Linked DNA regions of Sus scrofa: region 2 is linked to region 1. The links are chromatin contacts, called in public Hi-C maps. All regions are on one chromosome and are shown on one strand. Each heading gives the region's core, a stretch centred on a gene start, on an enhancer-like site or on the middle of the called end of the contact. The rest is flanking DNA. Distances are from core to core; before and after follow the strand shown. Region 1 overlaps FOXN3 (forkhead box N3). Region 2 has its middle 200 kb from the start of FOXN3.

Region 1 (2,700 bases), core at 82-2,581:
TCCCGAATGGCTTAGGGTTCAAAGCAGGAGGGACTAATGAGATTTTAAATTCTTTACACAGGCATGCTTCATTTGATTGTGCTTCACTTTACTGCTCTTTGCAGATAATTGCATTTTTTTTTTTTTTTTCACAGATTGAAGGTTTATGGCAACCCGGCATCAAGCGAGTCTATTGGTGCCATTTTTCCAAAAGCATCTGCTCCCTTCGTGTCTCTGTGTCACGTTTTGGTCATTCTCACAGTACTTCAAACTTTCTCATTACTGTTATATTCACTAGGGTGATCTGTGGCCCGTGATGTTAGTGCTACGACCCACGGAGGGCTCTGATGATGGTATCTTTCACGATAAAGCGGTTTTCAGTTAAGGGATGTACACCGTGTTTTTAGCCGTAGCACTACTACACTCTTAAAAGACAGGCGCATAGGGGAAGCATAACTTTTATATGCACCAGGAAATCAAAAATTTCCTATGACTCGCTTTGTGGCGCTACTGCCTTTACTGCAGCGGTCTGGAACCGAACCCGCAATATCTCCAGGGTCTGCCTGTAATCCTACCAGTGCTCAAGAGCCTACATTCATGACTTCATTCATTTCGCAGAAGTTGGGCATATCGGGGGGGGGGGGGGGAGTGAGTTTTGTTTTATTCCGCATCAAAGAGGCGCATTAGAGAAATTCAGGTCGGTCTGCTTCTGACTTTGACTTCAACAACAGCGATGACAGAAAATTCCACATCTAAGAGGTGAGGGTAAGAGGGGGTTAGAAAGAGGGAGCTTCAAAGGGCTGCAATAATACAATTCCATTGGTGCTACCGGATGCGCAATCCTGCCTTTCTCGAGAACAGCCCACGAAAGAGCTGGGAGGAGGCACTGCTCAAGTGACGGGGCCTCAGAGTGTCAGGCCCGGGTCTCTGGCCAGAACACCTCCTTGCAGGATCCGCCATAAAAATCTGTGGACACAGATTCGAAAGTACAAAGACTCACGACCATCTTTTAGCAGGTAGGAAAGGACACTGCTTGGGTGACTTTCTTCTTGAGGGATGAAAGGAAAAGAGTGAGATTTCCTGGGAGAAAGAAGGAAGATCTGGAGCAGGGAGGAGACGGGCTTTGTTCTCATCAAAGAAGAAAAGAATGTAGGAGAAAAAAAGAAAACTAATGAGCTGCCGCCAGGAGATTTAAGCACGGATTATGTATCTGGTGGAGAATGCGTACAATTGACTGTTTTGGCCGGCCTGCGGTGAAAACTTTTCCCACTATGATTAGGGAAGGGAGAGCCAGAGTGCCTTACCTTTCAAGTGCTCTGTTCTGCACTAAGTGTTCAGAGGAGGTTTCTTTTCAGTTAGGAGCAGAGGGAGGCTTCTTTTCAAAGGAATAATGAATGAGACAAAGCTGGAGCGATTCCTGGCCCGGCACCACCTCAGGCACATTTGCATGTTCCACAGCAGCTGCAAAATGTGTAGTCTTCTGACAATATTTGGTGCTTTGGAGTCAACAGCTTGGAATTTATAACCATTCCATCCCAGAGTAGACTGATGGGTCTCTTAGGCTTCAAGAGTGACCCGATCCAAAGAGTCAGGCTTTGTGACACCTGGAGGTACACCAGGGCCTCGGCAGACAGATGGGAAAGGAGATGAAGGCCAGAAATACCAACGCTGCAAAAATCACTGAATTGTCACTAGAGGGGAGGGCTACAGGGCACTTCTCCCTCCCCCTCCATATGCCCTTTGCCCCGACTAAAGGGAGGGAGGGCAGCCAATGACCCCTGAGCAACCAGGAGAACATTATTTTGCACTTACAATCTGAGCTCTGCCTTCGAAGGGAGATCATTGATAAATATCTTTTGGGTAAAATCCGCATGCAGGGTTAAAGCACAGGGAAAGAGAACTCTAAAGGAATCTGGGTATTCACAGATCCTACATCTAGTGGAAACTACAGAAGCTATAATATATAAAGATGCCCTTCAATGCAAATGAATAGATAGGGGTCAAGTTGGGAGGCCGCATGCGTAAAAATGAGACTATACAATTATCAAGAGAAAGTCTTGGGATGGTGAGGAAAATCAAATTAAAATGCACTGATTTTCCTGTGGGCCAGGCACAAATGCATTTGATGCCGCCTTTTGATACTTAATTTAATGCCCATGGCACCCTTTTGAGAAAGGTATTCTTATGTCACAATAGCCATGACAAAAATGGAAGCTCAGAGAGGTCAGGTTAACTTGGCCGAGGTCACAGTTAGAACCCAGGCTAGGTTCTAACCTGCAGCTCGTCCTGAGATTTACTGGGGTTTGCTCTGGGCCTGGTTTGATGACAGTCAGCCTGCAGGAGCTGGGAGGGAGCACAGGGATGGGCCATTGAGGGGTTCTCAGGCTGTCCTCCACCGTGTGCCCTCCTGTACATGAGGAGCTGAGGCCTGGGGAGGCAGAGGACCTGCCCAAGGGCACTGAAGTTCATCAGAGCCTGGGCCAGGATGGGGCGCCTTGCCTGACTGCTGGTCTACCTCAGGGCCAGACTCAGGGGGCAGGGCAGGGCTGAGGATGCCAGCGCCTCATTTCAAAACCTTCAGATCTGTACATCTTTTTCACTTTTCTCCTTCTTGCTGTTGTTCCAGACTTGCCTCAGAGGACATCACAGCTGTTGCATCTGTCCATCTGCCCCCAGGACCAGCTGGGGACCACTCCACCGCAAGTGCGGCCGGACCTGAGG
Region 2 (2,740 bases), core at 107-2,606, 330 kb after region 1:
TATATGATCATTTGCCCAACACAATTACATTTCCAAGTGAAAAAGTATGTGAAAGTGGCTTTCTAAGAGATGAAGCATTCCGGCAAAATGCAAAATAAAAAAGTTCCAAGTGAATGATCCTTTAGGGTAGAAAAAGGTTAGCTGTGAATACGCTTGTGAAATATACTGTGGAGGATTCTCATTCTGAGATTATGATCGTTCTTGCCTCCAGGTTCAAGTGTTGCTCAATCAGCAAGGTGCTCAATTCACAGTGATTGCGGCGCATTTCCTCGTTGATCAGGAAAATGCGTAATCTCAGCCTAGACACATTTACCATAAAAATGAATATACGAAATAGGATTTTTGATTTAAATTTTCCAGTTGCAGCATATCGAGAAAAATATATGCAAGAGAAGATTCTGTTTGAAAAGCTCTAATTCAAATAAGTCCAAAAAGAACACATCTCTATGTACCTAACGCTGTCTTGCCATTAGATAGCAAGCTTTTCTCGCTCAGAGCCCTTGTCAATTTGATTAAACTCACAAACACGTGGCTGACTCCGCCCCTTTTAAAAATACTCTCTAGCCGAGCCGGAGGATGACTGAGAAGCATGTGGCTTTGTTTCTGTGAGTGGGTCCTTTAACAGAGCAATCAGAACACACAACACTAGCTAGAGGCGAATACGTTTAAATTTAATACCCCACAACTGAATTGCCCAAACGCAGATCATTGCAGAGAGGAATTCAGAAGAATGCAAATTCAAGTCCAGAATCCAGAATACCCTTCCAGCCATGGGCATTTTCAGTTTAAAAATGGGCCTCATGAAATATGATACTTATTTGTAGTGTCGTTTTAAAAGGCTAATTTTGGAAGCCGCTCTGTTTTCTGCATATTCTCTTTCCAAGATTAAAGATCCTTCAGGTGAAACACTTGATAGAAAAGAACGGGACCCTGGGTGTGTGTGTGTGTGTGTGTGTACACACATGTACGTGTCTCTTGCAACGGTAGAGGAAAAAAGGTCCAATGAAATTCCAAAACAGTTAATTCAGCCTAGACCTGGCCCGGATGACCAACTCTGTCCTCACGAGACAGCCAGGCCGTTAGCTGGCCCAGGCGGCTGGGAAGCGAGTGGGGACCAAGCGGCCTTGCAGCCCGGCGGCCACGCTTACAGATGGCGCAGGTCCCCGCCGGACCGAAGCTGGAGCTGGCGGTGGGGTGGGGGAAGGTCGCCCCGCAGCTCACGCGGGGCCCAGAGCCCTAGCTTCCTGCAGGTTCCGCCGGCGTCCGGCGGGGCGGACGCGCTACCATAGCAACGGCGGCCCGCCCCCCGCTTCCCGGCGCCGCCGCGCCACGCAGGGTGGGATGGGGCGGGGCGGCCGTTGCTAGGAAACCGGCGGCGGCCTTCCGCCTCCGCGGCGCAGTCTCTAGGCTTCCACCCTTCACCTACTTCAGCCCAGCCCGGAGGGAAGTGGGGGAGGGTCGGAGCGGCGGGCGAGGAGCTACATGGTGGCCCAGGGCCCGGGCCGTCCTCCTTTGAGGTCGACCCTTCCGGCCGGGAAGACGTCCTCTCTTCATTTGGCTTGTGTCCTGTGCCCGCAGAGGAGAAATGAACGGAAACACTTCGGCATTGCCTCTCCCGGGACTGGCTGTGTAAGGACAGTGACGTCCCCAAACTCCGCTGAGGACCTTTATCCGCCTTCTGAAAGGAACCCTTTTTTGAGCTTTACTAGGTCGAGGAGCAATGTTAAGCACTTGGCATACATGAACTCATTTTCTGTGCTGTGAAGCAGGAGCTAGTACCTTCATTTGAACATGAATAAAATGTGGCTACGGTCGGAGAACCGGTTGGCGTGGAGCCAGAATTTGATGTCCAGTCTTGCTTAACTTCAAGGTCCCTGCTTTTTTTTTAAATAGTTAAGTGTCCTCCGTCAGCTGCCTCTTGGCTAGCACATCGTCCCGTCCTTTGCCATCCAACCAACACACCAACTGGGACACGCTGTCTGGAAATGGTCTGACAAGGAGATGGAGAAGCTGAAATCGAGGTTGTCCAGAAAACCTGGCACATAGAGTTTACACTGATTTATCATCGATAATTTACAGATGTCCCAGTCTGTAATGTAGCAAGGGAGTTGCAACTTAGGGTTCTCAGATTCTTACTAAAGGAAGAGAATCTAAACCAAAGAATTTGCCAAAATCCAGATCAACTTGTTGTGTGTATCCCATGGTGGGCTACGTATTGTGGGAGATTAAAAGATTTCCCCCCCCCAAACAGGGCCTGTGCACAGAGAGTTTATTTGCTATTAGGAAACTGTCTTGTTTTGTCTTGATTCTTGATTGTGCAAGTAATTTATTAAGGACAAGCTTCCAGAAGACACAAATAAGGGAAGCAGAATAGGGCAGGAGGATAAGGCAAGCAAGGCAGGAATGTAAGGTCAAGTTCCAGCCTCAGCTTGATCCAGAGGCAGCTGTGGGGCACAAATTACACAGAGAGTTGCTCGGCCCTGAAGCAAGGGAGCTGGGTTTTTACACCCCTGCTCTTACCAGCCCCTGGCGATGGGCCTTCCTGAACACCCAACACTTCCAGGGTGAGTCTAGGTGAAGGGACTCTAATAGATTAAGGGTAGTTCTTTGAAGGCTGGAGGTGTGAGCCATTAGGAGAGAAGCACCCGGAAGCTAGAGGATGGGGACGGTGAACAAGTAAAGGGGGTCTGAGAGGGTTTGGGCAAAGTACCAAAAGCATACACTACAGTCCACCCCTTGC

Evidence for each region. Hi-C and Micro-C count contacts between places; a contact is called where the count stands out from the background.
Region 2: a contact with region 1 is called in a Hi-C map of liver, with 1.5 times the contacts expected there. The contact joins two enhancer-like sites. A contact is called at or near these places in 1 of 47 Hi-C or Micro-C datasets (liver) and 1 of 2 datasets of contacts at active chromatin or transcription factors (alveolar macrophages).

The regions. Positions count from the first base shown.
Region 1 is chr7:111,209,235-111,211,934 of Sscrofa11.1, forward strand. The region is part of intron 3 of FOXN3 (forkhead box N3); the gene reads right to left. Among named protein-coding and RNA genes, the nearest start is that of FOXN3, 130 kb to the right of the region's middle. Within about 2 kb of position 1,332, at least 8 of the 83 cell types and tissues checked have an H3K27ac peak or open chromatin away from gene starts, as enhancers often do. A contact at or near this core is called in liver, where this site is marked.
Region 2 is chr7:111,535,200-111,537,939 of Sscrofa11.1, forward strand. No RefSeq gene overlaps it. Among named protein-coding and RNA genes, the nearest start is that of FOXN3, 200 kb to the left of the region's middle. Within about 2 kb of position 1,357, at least 76 of the 83 cell types and tissues checked have an H3K27ac peak or open chromatin away from gene starts, as enhancers often do. A contact at or near this core is called in liver, where this site is marked.